Regions from separate parts of the Gossypium hirsutum genome. Here region 1 is linked to region 2. The links are chromatin contacts, called in public Hi-C maps. All regions are on one chromosome and are shown on one strand. Each heading gives the region's core, a stretch centred on a gene start, on an enhancer-like site or on the middle of the called end of the contact. The rest is flanking DNA. Distances are from core to core; before and after follow the strand shown.

Evidence for each region. A called contact is a pair of places that touch in the nucleus more often than the background predicts.
Region 1: a Hi-C map of leaf shows a contact between it and region 2, with 4 times the contacts expected there. The contact joins the promoter of LOC107926927 here to the promoter of LOC107920531 in region 2. A contact is called at or near these places in 18 of 34 Hi-C or Micro-C datasets (anther, callus, fibers and 4 more).

Annotation. Positions count from the first base shown.
Region 1 is chrA12:14,165,090-14,171,838 of Gossypium_hirsutum_v2.1, forward strand. LOC107926927 (kinesin-like protein KIN-7H) reads right to left here and starts at 2,237. Exons shown (of 14, transcript XM_041083993.1): 1 at 1,759-2,237; 2 at 1,009-1,250; 3 at 774-863; 4 at 595-695; 5 at 385-498; 6 at 230-311; 7 at 83-150. The coding sequence starts at 1,219.
Region 2 is chrA12:14,020,666-14,027,936 of Gossypium_hirsutum_v2.1, forward strand. It overlaps LOC107920531 (GDP-mannose 4,6 dehydratase 2), which reads left to right and starts at 4,401. Exons shown (of 1, transcript XM_016850282.2): 1 at 4,401-5,544. The coding sequence starts at 4,401. The coding sequence ends at 5,489. It overlaps LOC107926901, which reads right to left. Exons shown (of 6, transcript XM_016857852.2): 4 at 6,320-6,408; 5 at 6,022-6,133; 6 at 5,644-5,946. The coding sequence ends at 5,765. LOC107926889 (peptide methionine sulfoxide reductase A5) reads left to right here and starts at 312. Exons shown (of 4, transcript XM_016857843.2): 1 at 312-659; 2 at 745-857; 3 at 955-1,099; 4 at 1,910-2,091. The coding sequence starts at 363. The coding sequence ends at 1,996.

The DNA of each region.
Region 1 (6,749 bases), core at 987-3,486, 140 kb after region 2:
AAAGATTAATAACTAAAATAGAATATAATCATTGTCAAGTGAACAATATCTTGAAGTTTCGCAATGAAACAGACAACATTACCACTCTCAAAATTTGATGTGATCTAGAGCTTGTCTCGTTCAAAGAAGTCTCGCCTATCTGTCTTTGAGCTGCCGATGTGCACCAAGACATGCTTAAAAATACAGTCATGAGCGAGTTAAAGGGAGACTGGTTGAGACAATTTGTTACCTTCACACACAGATAGAAGCTGTTTAAAATGATTCCAGTCCTGCAGTGTTTCTTCGGTGAGTTTCTCAACAACGGTCCCTCTCTATCAAATTAGCTCTGTTAGTGAGATAGTCCATAAGATAACTAGTTCCTTACAAACAAATGACTGAACTCACTTCTGGATCATCTAGAAGCCTAAGGGGAGTGCTGTCTGCACTAAGGAGGTCTCTGACAGATTCATTATAAATCTCCATAGCTGAGAACTTCAGGATAAACTCTCTTTCCTTGTGCTACAGAAAAAGTACAGTTTGTTTTTAGTCAAAGGGAGACACACAATGGAAAAGAAAAACTAGGAGTGAGCAACAAAACTGTTGCATCTTCATTACCCTTTGTATGTAGTCATATATATCTGTCATGGCATACTCGGTAATTCCAATCATCGTATATGTCTTTCCGCTGCTTGTTTGTCCATAGGCAAAAACACTCGCTGAAAAATAGTTAAATGTTAAAGAATTGAGAGAGGAGATCAGGAAGGTATGGGGAGTCTAAAAAGAGATGCACTCACAGTTTATACCACTGACAACTGAAATAGCAACTGCCTTTGCTCCTGCTTCATACACTTGCTGGTTGGGGCAATCAGGGCTAAAAACTCGGTCTAAAATCGGCAGACGACCCATGAAATGAAAAGAGTATCACTATTAGAAAATGCTGGTCTCATCTCCATACATGATAAAAATGCCAATAAATGATAGACTGAGGAATGCAATCAAACATACAAGAACTGAAATCTGAACTCTTACCAAAAGTATAGGCAGTTGGGTACATTGATCTCTCGGAAACCGAAAGGCTGTTCCGGTATATAATTGTGTTATCATTGATGCATTCCCAGTCTGATACATCGTGCCTAGCTATTTCCTTGTAATTGAGAGGGCGTAAACGAACCGAAACGAAAATTCTTTCCTTGCAGCCTGCTGGCTCTTGCATTTGCTCTTCTCCACCATCCATCCCCATCTCTCAACTGCACTCACCAAAATTCAAATTGCTACAAATAATACCATCAAAACATCAGCAACGCTTGCTTCTTTACTTAAGCTCCCTATCACTAATTCAAACGGTTTGACAATGAAGCTTCTGTTGGTATAAGGACCACCCAACATCATTGTCCGAAATCAACAAACTAATCATGGGTTAGTGCTAAATTCACCCAACATTTGTTTTTCTTCAGTAACTTGTCTTAACCCAGAAACCACACCGCCCCTTGTCAATGTAAACACAAATTATTGGTGAAAAGAAATTGTGCCCTTTATCACCGGCTACAATAATTCTTTAAGTCAACAGCCATTCGGCCAGACTACTTAATTAGAGTTTTTAATTAATACAAGACTTTGGACTGTTCTAAGACACAAGACTTTGGATTGTTCCAAGATGGTCTCTAATTACAGACTGTCAAAGTCAGATTCTCACACTATTTAAAAACAGAATCTTTTGAATTTAATATAAAAGAAAAAGAAATTAAAATTAAAATAGTTTGAGAAATAAGAAGTTTTTACCTTGGGATTGAAGGGTGTTTCAAGGAATGTTTTGATATTTCCCTCAAATTCCAAATGCAGAGCTAAAGAAACAAAATTGAATATCCTTTCTGCACACACAGAATTACAGCACAAGTTCAACTCTTTTTCTTACTTCAAACTTCAAACAGCTTTCATACCAGGCTGCATTTGCATGCAAACAAAAGAAAAAAGGAAATTTCTATGACAGAAATTTTTTAAAAAATAAAGCAAACAGAGAGTGAAAGAGAAGGAAATTCATGATGTTTAATTCTCTTAAGAGGGAAGTTGGGGTTTTTAATGCAAAAAAGTTTGTGAGATATTGATGCGGTTATGGCGTCTGCTTCTTTGTTTGATTGTTAGTTGATTTTGGAGGCTGCTCTTAAGGTGAAAACATAATTAATCTTTGAATTAAAACCAAATGAAAAATGCTTTTTCATAACAGAAGAAGGTGATGAGTATGCAGTTTTGGCCATTAAAGCAAAAATAAAGCTGTACCTAATTTGCTTAGCAACCAAGCCTTGTTACTCATTGCATTAAATTATTGCTCAAGGGTTCCAGATAAAACTAGCTTTTCTAAACCAAAAAGAAAAAAGTTATTATAAAATGAATCTAAATTAGATTCCCATCTTTGAGTAAGTGCTAAAGTATATGATTCACGAAGGTTGATGGGTTCAAATATGGTACTTAACCTGCACATGGCAGGGTTTTATTTTTCCTTTTATGTTCTTTCTACAATAAACATTTTTCCATAAAAATGGCAGTAAAAACACAAAGCATCATGTTTTAGTCATCTCTACCAGTTTGAGATTTAAGTGTTGGAGAATTATAGATAAAAGCAGGAATTATATTTAATTTATATAGGAAAAGTCTTCACTTATTTGCTGACTTTTTAGTCTAATGTATTTATTGTCATTGGGATTTTCCTTCCATGCAAAACACAGAGGCAAACAAAAGCTGCTAAAGACAGATAGAATGCAGGGGGACCCCTTTGACCAAAACCCAAAGATTAATAATTGCAGCATCCCCAACCCATGTGGTGAGAAAAGCCATTGCTTAGCATATTCCACTCCTCCAAAGACGAATGGAGGCCCATGCATATGCTTGTGTTTCTGAAATAATTTGTTGGCAAAGAACCTTAAATTTGGTATACCAAATGTCATTATTATATAATTTGTAAGATTTGTGTTCTTAAAAAATTAGATTACATGCATGTGCTATTCCCATTTTTATTCCCTCAACACAATGCCTTATCTCTCTCTAAGAAAGAAAGTTGAAAATAATTTCTTTTCTGGGTACAATTACAAGAATAGAGCATTCATTTATTTCTTCTTTTTTGCTTTTGTAGCACATGGTTTCAATATTATTGAATTAGGTGTATGGATATATGTTTTCTTTTCATATTATCCTGTTCCTTGAAATGCAAATAAACCCAACCAACATTGTTTCAAACATATGGGTCCGAATGTTGTATAAAAGGCTTTGGTTCGTTCAAATGAAATAAAGTTGGAATTAAATAGATATTGGATTTGAAAAGAGATGAAATATGAATAGCTATAAATTATTTTGATAATATACTTCAATACATTCAAATTTATATTTTTTTTATGCATTTTTAGATAGCACTTTTGTACTTTAATATGACTTGGAAACCACCAGAAATGGTTAAAACTTGCTTGTAATTATGTAACCTAACCAATTAATGATAAACAGCCGTATGTTTGTGAAGATTAAATAAAGCAATGACTAGTTGTTAGATATTTAAATTAATCTGATTTAGCTTCCGAATAATATTTTCAGAAGTCCTTTCAAATAGTGAGGACAAGATGGTGATTGTTTGCTAGTTTATCAAAATCACATTCATATTTGATTAGTAGCATCCATCTTTTGCTTTGAAAACATTGTAACAACCATATAAGTTTGGCAACAATTCTTTCTTAGTAACTGGGTTACCATTGTCATTATTTTATCCCGAAAACCAAAGAATAAAGATGGCCATGAAGTATCGTTCAAGTCTTGCATTGCATCTAAATTTTGAAAATGGGGTCTTCAACCTCTATAATATTGTGATTCAATCCATTGTTTCGGATCTGTCTTGATTTGCTTTTGTTTTTTAGCTTCTTGTTGCTTGTATTTCCTTTTGTTTTTTGGCATATCAGTCAAAGAAAAATATCACAGTAAATAGAAGATGTAGAGGTACTCAATCATGTGGGGTTCATTGGCTACAAAGATTGGTACATATCAGTCTGTTTTGGTTTCAATATTTGGTGCATAACATATGAAGTGAGCCCCCAAGCCCTAGCCTGGCAAATGGTAATGGTGCCTGAATTTGGAGGGCATTTCAAATAAGGTTTTTGTGGTGCGCGTTAAACCCTTGACTACTTCACTACATCACATCTCTCCTTCATTTTATAGTTTCTTATGTGGTCTAGTATAACTTCGTTTATATTCACAAATTTTTTTTAAATATGCCAACTGAATTTTAGTTTGATTGGCGTTGATATCGTTATCAAAGAAGGAGAACATAGATTTAAACGCGTTAAGGTGTATTTATTCTTCTATTTAAAAAAAAATTATGAATAATTAAAAATCTTTCTAAACTTGTAGACTCAATAAATAAAACAACATATTTTTTTTATGGAATAAATTAATAGATATATGTGTAATATGATTATAGAATATTATAGAGGAGGATTTTGGATTTAATAAAGGAAAACATAAAATAAAGATGTGATGACAAGTGTCAATATTTCTATGAAAGAGAGTAGAATCCCTATTTCTTAAATGATTAATTCCAGCATGAAGGCCTGGGACAACGGTGATGTGAATTAGGTTGATGATCAATATTAGTAAATATATATATATAATTAAAGAAAAAGAGAGAGCTACATAACATGCAATTAGTGGAACAGGTAGCCCTTATAGTTTTCAACTTGGGTGAGACATAAAGGTGGGTTTAATTCGTTTGCACATGCTAATCCAACCAATAATTACATAGGTGACGTTTCTCCAAATTATTACTACAAACTTCACATCACTCACTTTCCAACTTCACTTTGTATTAAATTATAAAGTGAAAATTTAAATGTTAATATATAATATTATAATTTTTTATATTACACTTACATTTAAAATTTAGTCCTTTATTTTTATATTCAAGAATTTAGTATTTTAAATTTAAAAATTAAAATTTAATTGTTACCCGTGTTAAAATTATTCTGTTGAATTTATTGATATGATATTTTGAAATTTTAAAAAAAAATTCACTTGTTTGTAATGAACAATAAAAATAACATTGAAAATATTTATATAGATTTTTTTTAAAAAAAGACAAATAAGAACTCATCATAATAAAATATTTTTTTGTGGGAATAGTATTTTTATGGAAAATTGGCGTCAATATTTTAATTGAAATAGTTAACAATATTAACTATTTAGGTATTACAAAAATAGATGGATCAATTTATATTAAGAATTAAAATATATAGATTAAATATCAAGTTTTAAAATAATATAGGGGTCAAAATTAAAATTTGACAATTGTCTTATAATATAAAAGAAAAAAAAGAAGAATAAGGCAAACCCGAAAGACATAAAAGGTCATGTGTCACCCACCAATTCTCTTAGTATTCAAATTATATATAATAACATAACCTTTTAATAAAAAAATTAATAAAAACAACTATTTAAACTAATTAAAAATTAAATCTTCAATTTAAATATAATAAAAAAATCAAAATTAAAATTTAACTCTTTTGTATAACGTTAGGAAGGAAAGAACACCATACCCAGGTCCCACGTGTCAACACAAGGAAGGCCTTTACATTTTCCTTTAACACATACAAGTATTGTTTCTCTCTTCTCCCGGAAATGTTTCATTAAAAATCAAATTTATTAAACAATTTCGTAACTATAAAAATATTAATAAAATTACTAATAATTACATTTGTATACTTTTTCTTATTTTCTAAATTATAAATATAATTCTAATTGTATTAAATTAACTTTTAAATCATTACCGATTTTAAATTATACAATAAATTTCAATCATTCGCTATTTATTGTTATCATAAAATATATAATTCTTACTCTCTCTATTTTATGTATAGATAAAAAATAAAAATAAATGTTACATTTAGTAATATTATCATAATATCTCCCCAATTTTCTACACTTGTACAATTAAAAATAGAATATTTCATTAATTAAATTCTTAAAAATGTTAGAATTTATCAATTTATTTTTGGAAAGAAGTTTAAGTTCAAATAATAATTTTAAATATATAAATTGGATATTCAATTTAAATATCAATTTTTTATGGGTAATTCAAATGTTAGTAATAAATTCAAATATCTAAAATATTTGAATTAAAATTAAAATGAATTTTGGTAATTTATATTCTTTAATTTATATTTGTATGCAGTATAAATCAATGCTAAACAATAAATCTATTATTCGAATATGAATTATATAATTCATTAATGCTCCATATAGGAATGGATTTGAGAATTTAAATTTTATTTACTGCGTAAATGGTAAATATGAAATGCATAATATATTATGAACAAATAAGTTTAAATTCAATATAATATATATTAAAAAGTTATGACAACATGAATTTGTAAAATACAAAATTATCTTAAGAATTTCAAATTAACATGAATGTTACATTTTTAAATAGTTTACTATTTAATTTATATTATTTTTGAAATCTAAATTCCAAAATTTTAATTCTGAAACGCTACATGAAGTAATAGATCGAATGATGTCAAATATTTAACCTTTTATTATATATTTAATGACTATATATATATAAATAAAATTATATATTGTCTCAGGATTATTGTATTAGTTATATTTTTCTTAACATTATAAAGTTAAGAGAAACAAATTATGATAAATTAACGTGTAGGGATTAAATCTCAAATTTATCTTAATAAAGGCATCAAAATTGAAAATAAATCATTACCTTACAATGACAAAAAATGGAAAAG
Region 2 (7,271 bases), core at 3,151-5,650:
GTTTATTGTTTATTTATTTTAATCTCTGAATTATTGATCCTAGTTTCAGATTTTATTCATCCTTAAATTCCATCTTGTCCTAAGCTTAATCATGCTCTCAAAACTCAAAGATCTTTCTTTCAACTTCTTAAAGTCAAATTCTTTGTTAGAATCTTTGAAACATAAATAGGTGGAGTCGATGAAATTTTGAAATAAAATGGACTTTGTAATGGGCCAAGTCCAAAGACTCTCTAGGTGAGAGTTGATCCTCGGCCTGTCAAAGTTGAGCCCAATTTTTGCATGTCTAGTGTCCATGGTTACTTGATCGACCCGCAATTTCCCTCTTTCATTCTCGTTGTTTCCATTACACGATCTCGGAAGAAATGGCTTCCGCGGATAGCAATCTCCTTATCCTCAATTTCCTAACCTTGGCTTCATTGTCCCTATTCTATGCCGACAAAGCTTTTTGTATTCGGATTCCAGATCGGGCCTCCACCACGCCTCGGGAACTGTCAGATCAGTCTCTGAAAACCGCGGTTTTTGCCCTCGGTAGTTTCTGGAGATCGGAAGCTGTCTTCGGGTGCTTAAACGGTGTCGTTCGAACTACTTCTGGTTATGCTGGCGGATCCAAAATCAATCCCGAATACAGAAGCTTAGGTGACCACGCCGAGTCTGTAATGGTCCGTTATTTCTCTTCCACTCCTTTTAAATTATCTTGTTTTGGGAAATGATTGTTGTGAATAAGGGTATGTGAATGGTGAACAGGTTGAATATGATCCCAAGGAGATTAATTTCAGGCTACTTCTGGAGGTTTTTTGGTCTAGCCATGACCCAAGACAGGTTTTTGGCCAAGGTCCTGATGTAGGTCCCCAGTACAGGTAACCATCATGACCAGAAAATAAGAGAAAAGAACCCATATTACTACTTCATTTTCCTACTTTTTGATGACGAGCTTCCGTATCTCAATTCAACCAGGTCTATTATTTTTACGAATGGGACTGAAGAGGCTAGATTAGCTGCCATGAGCAAAGAAAGGGAGCAAACCAAGTCGCGGAGCAGCATTTTGACAACCCAAATTCAACAACTTGAATCATTTTATCCGGCAGAACCTGAACATCAGGTGAGGGTGTCTGAGTATTCTTTGTCATATCTTATGATCCACAAGCTTCTTTTAGTCTTCAGTTTGTGTTGAATTTGTTAGATTTAATTGAAATCGGACCTGATTTAATATGTTGGTCCCATCAGATGCTTGTCTAGCTTTTTATTATTAGGAGCCTCCTAGTAATTATGGAGAACTAATGTGCATGAAAATTTTAATCCAATCAAATTAGCAACCAAATTAGTGACCGGGTTTTCTATGTCCATATGAATTTGGATGATGGGAAACAAATATTATAGCCTTTTTGATAGATTTAGAAGGTCAAAGGAGTTGCTCTCATAGGTAAATGAGTGACTGGTATGTTGGTTCAATGTGCAGAAATTTGAGCTCAAACGCCACCCGATGCTTCTACAGCTGATAGGAAACCTGCCTGAAGATGAACTTGAGGTGTCTAACCTAGCAGCAAAACTTAACGGTTATGCTGCGGAGCTTTGCCCTCAAAGGATTCAAAAGCAGATTGATGCAAAGATCAATGGAATTATTAGGAGGGGTTGGCCTGTTTTAAGAGATGTATAGCTGAGACCATTGGAGTTGTGCTTCAGATGAATGAAATCAGTATGTGCCTTTTTGGGGCTGAGCGACTCGATTTTGTGGGTTTTTTAACCTTAGATGAGCTTAGCATAGATTTGATTGTTTGGATGGTTAATTAAGTCGAATATTATAGTAATTCGCAGAGTAAAGCCTTCATTTTCGATGTATTAATTGTTGACTCTATTTCGTAAGCATAGAAATAGCTCATCAAAAGCTTTTCTTGTTTTGTTTTATTTGCAGTGTAATTCCCTTGCTATTCATGTCAAAAGGTTAGTTATTCTTATTGATGTAAAGTCAAATTTAAGTAAATTTACTTTATCAGTTTAGGGTTTTAATATACATGCTATTAGTTCAGTGTGTTGGGAAATTGTATCCAAGAATATTCTGAAATTACACGACAATGACATAAATGCTTGGGACAAGTTGTTGAGGCATTAAATTCTATGTTTTTAGGGTCAGTCTCAATAATTATGTAGACCAGGGTCGTTTGATGCAATAACCTCACTTCGGTTCACAGGCAAAAAATTGCTCCATTGGAATAGAAAAATTCCTCCATTGGAATAGTCATTCTTTTTTCCTTTATAACCTTTCCTATACCATTTTTTCATTCTCTTAGTACTTAAAGCTTCCAACATTCTGCCAGTTAGGCTCTTAATTGAAACTACCATTCAGGTAAATGCAATTCAACCCCTGAAAGCAACCCTTGAGCAGCTTGTCTAGCTCGGTGTTGCATGTATGTCCAGCTTGTACTTGCTGTGAACGGAATGAGGATCCTGGCCTGTCCTTCAGCATTCTGATATCTGAGAGCAGAGTTTCATATTTCCAGTGTCTCACTTGATTGCTTCCTTGTTGCAGTTGACAGAAGTTGTCTTCACCTGTGTTGATCTTCGTGAATAAGTATCTCCTGTAGGAGGTGTAGTTTAGCAAGGTTCTCGTCATGTGTTTCCAAGCAGTTAGCATAAGAAGTTAAAATAAGTGTTGTCAATAGCATAAATGCAGTAAGCTAAACAATATCCAGAGTGGGCTTTCATCCATGACAGGAAGATTTCCAACTCCTCAGTTGGAGTAAACTGGATGTCATTGGAGGTGTTGATGCGCGCACCAAAGCTCAAATTCCAGCTCATTCAAGTGATGGACTTAATTACAAGATCAAAGACCAAGCAATCTGAGCTAAATTGATTGTGTTCGTGCAAGAATTCGTGACTTAAGGGATGGAGTTCGAGCTTAAAGGCCATCAAGATTTCGAATTTTGGTTCCAAGAAAATCAATAAACCAAATCTTAGACAAATATCAACAGATTTCAATTCTTGAAAATCTTAATTCAAGAACGTGAATATTGGCCATGAACGAGCTTGGAGGATCTTAACTTGCATCAACAAGCTGGAATTTTAAAGCCCATCACCCTTGTTTCACTATATACCTTCTTTAGTCAATAGTCCCGCATTTAAAGTATATCATTCCCTCTTTTACTTTGTATAGCAAGACATGCATACAATGCAAATAGGATATTTGGGGTTCCAATTGAATACCCTGACACGTATTGTGCTAATAGCGCATCAATGCAAACACCCTGAAAAAATGGTTACCGTGTACTTGTGTGCCATCCTATAAGACATATTTCGTTATCTTCAATAAATAAATGTGTACATTCATGGTATGCCTTAATTATTCTATTTAGTCTATTAAAGCAATTTTTAATCACTTGAGCACTTCAAAGGTTCATATAGTAATCACTTTTCAAACTTTTTAAAAGCTTATTGAGCAATTTCCATTAACACTCAATAATCATTTCATATATTCACTTATTAAGATTAAATCACTTCTCGACATAGTTTACATAATCACATCTATTTGTACAATTTTACTTTTACACTTAGCCATAATTCACTTGGTACCAATAGTGACCATTTATCATTCTCAAGCACAAACCACTATACTCTACACATTTTACTCAAATTTCCACTTTTGTTATATTTTTGTTCGACTACTCTATCTAATATACTTCGAAACTATGGGTCTAAAATAGAGAAGACATGTCTTGAGACATGACTTCATTATCTTGAGCCAAAACCTTCCATTTTGATAATTTGAATTATGATTCGTATCGTGACTCTATGTTTGACTTCATATGACCCTAGATTATTGTGTGGGCCCATTTGATCTCACATATAAGTATTTCATTTGTATAACGTGAAACTTATGAATTATACCACATTTATTGGTTTGTTTTCAACCAAAATGAATGAAAATAGTTTGTGTTGCTCCAACAACGAAATGTGACAATCACCATTTGAATCGAGTGTAGAGGGTACTAATCTTTAACGATTTAACTTTATCGTTTTAATTAAAACTTTATATAAATTTTCCGTAAATATAATTTCTACATATATGTTATAATCTAATTATATATAAAAGTTGTGTATTTAAATTTAACTTATATTTTGTACATATGAAATTGATTTTATCTAAATGATTGAGGAGGAGAATTATAAATCTAAAACAAAAATAGAAATAGTTTTGGCTCAAAAAAATATATAATATTAATAAAAAAGAAAAACATATATAGACGGTTTAAAATGGATCATATTCTAGCTAACCTCGCAAGGATATTGTAATTGACCATTGTATCCTGATCCTCTTTCTCCCCTACCAAACCAGCCCACTTATCGCTAAAACCACTGAAACTCAGAAACCCTGTCTTCTTCCCTTTTTATCTATTTTGAACTCCAAAATGGCGAGCGAAAATGAGAGTTCCAGGGGCGACGCAATTTCTGGCCGCAGGATCGCGTTGATCACTGGCATCACCGGTCAAGATGGCTCATACCTCACCGAGTTCCTCCTCAACAAAGGTTACGAAGTCCATGGCTTGATCCGCCGCTCTTCCAACTTCAACACGCAGCGGATTAACCACATCTACATCGACCCCCACAACGCCCACAAGGCTCGGATGAAGCTCCATTACGCTGACCTCACCGACGCTTCCTCTCTTCGTCGTTGGCTCGACACTATCCGACCCGATGAAGTTTACAATCTGGCTGCCCAATCCCACGTAGCCGTCTCTTTTGAAATCCCTGATTACACTGCCGACGTGGTGGCTACGGGAGCCCTCCGTTTGTTGGAAGCCGTTCGATCCCATATTGCCGACACGGGTCGGACCCATATCAAGTATTACCAAGCTGGATCGTCAGAAATGTTCGGATCCACTCCTCCGCCTCAATCTGAAGCTTCCCCGTTTCACCCCAGATCTCCATACGCGGCTTCCAAATGCGCTGCGCATTGGTACACTGTCAATTACAGGGAAGCGTACGGGATTTTCGCCTGTAATGGAATTCTGTTTAATCACGAGTCGCCGCGGAGAGGAGAGAATTTCGTGACCCGGAAAATTACTCGGGCCGTTGGCAGGATAAAGATTGGGTTACAGAGCCAGTTGTTTTTGGGGAATCTACAAGCTTCTAGGGACTGGGGTTTTGCCGGGGATTACGTGGAAGCTATGTGGATGATGCTGCAACAAGAGAAGCCCGACGATTACGTGGTGGCAACGGAGGAGTCACATACGGTGGAGGAGTTTCTAGAAGTGGCATTCAGTTATGTTGGGTTGAAGTGGAAAGATCATGTGGTGATTGATAAGAGGTATTTTAGGCCGGCCGAGGTGGATAATTTGAAAGGTGATTCAAGAAAAGCAAGAAAGGTTCTTGGGTGGAAACCCAGAGTTGGGTTTGAGCAGTTGGTGAAGATGATGGTTGATGAAGATATTGAGATGGCTAAGAGAGAGAAAGTGTTAGTTGATGCTGGTTACATGGATGCCCAGCAACAACCTTAATTTAGAGCCTTTTACAGATTTTCTACTTGCATGATATAGAAGATATTATTTCATATGACGTTTGATTTAAGTCTTTATGTTGTTTGGTTCATTCATTTCATTATTAAGCTTGAATCTTGTGATTTGTGACGGAATGTTAGTATGGAGCACAAAATAAACATCAATCTCAATGAAGAAAGAATTAAGGGTAAAAGAATGTCAGTTATTTACAGATGAGATTAAAAAGAAAAAAAAATGTTAGTCTAATTGGGAGAATGTGGACGTTGAAGTTCGACTCATAGGTTTACCTTACCTGAAGATAAGCTAGTCGAGTTTGAAGTGGAAACTGCAAATGGCTTGATAGATCGAAGAGGTTCAGGTCCCCCTGAGGCTATTCTGTTGCACAGTGGCTCATAATTGCTGAGGACCTCAGTTAACCTTTCTTTAAGCTCCCCAAGCTCCACTTGCAATGTATGAACTACACGAATTATACAAGAGTAGCTTAATCAGATTCTACACACACTCTTATTATTCAGTACAAAAGTTGAATTACCTTCTGCTAAATGTTGTGAAGCAGTCTTCATTGTGGAAACTGAGTGGTTTAAACTTTGGAGAAGTTTAACTGTCAAAGCGTCAGCGACTTCTATTTTGTATTCTATATCCTCCTGCAATGATTTTGTCCAAATGACTATGTACACCATAATTGTTATAAATTCAAGCAACAGCAAACTACTAATCGGATCTTAAGTTTATTGGAATGTGATAATAATAACCCACAGCAGAACTAACCCACCCATGCGACTGCAACAATTGTTCTCCAACTCACAAAATTTATCAAGGGGATGGCACACCTGCTTCTTGCAAATCGTTTGAGCCTTCTCCTCTTGCCAATCACGGTACGCTGATAACAGCTCCAGGAACACCTTTGGATTTACAGCAGCTATTTTGATAGTCAATAAAGAATAAGTTGTAACAACAACACAACAATATTAGAATATTGTAGCACTTCAAGATCATATTAACCAGTTGCAGCCCAATGTACAGGTGCATAACTTTGTGATTAAACAGTATTCTGTGCACTATTGTTATGTTCATCTTCTCTTTCTGAACTGATAGTAAGCAAATAAAAAAAGAAAAGAAAGTGAATAAAAAGCCTTCAATGCATGTAAACTCAAGAAACTTAACATGCTAATCTAATGGGACCTAAACTGGGATTGGCGCAGCTTATATTAACAATAAAAAGCGTTTGGTTCAAGGAATCTTACATCCCCGTGTAAGATTCTGGAATAACATTCAACTGTTTAGATTCCGAAAATTACGTAATTTAAGATTCCTAAGGAATGTTATTTCTACATATCATTTTACCCTTAAACTATAACTTTATCCCCTAAATTAATATATGCACTGTAATTGTTTTTAATTATTAACAAACGTAATATAATCATTTTCAAGTTAAGATTCAGATTTGGGTTCAAGTATTTGCAACTCATTTTTAATTTGCCAAACCTAATTCATTTACTTAATCTTAATCTTTTTCCTTTCTTTTAAAAAAGTTTTTACCAAATTAAAAGTTAATAACTAAGTCATTTTGCCTCTTTTCATTACATGTTATACACCATTTCTTAAATATTTTACTTTCATCATAAAAAAATATTTTAATTTTGACATCTCTTGAGCAAAATATAAATTACAATAAGAAAAAAAAAATCAAAACAAAGTTAAAATTTATCTGTATTTAAGATATAAACTCAATCCCTTTACAACCTAATGCCATATGATAATGACAACCTTAATTATATTACA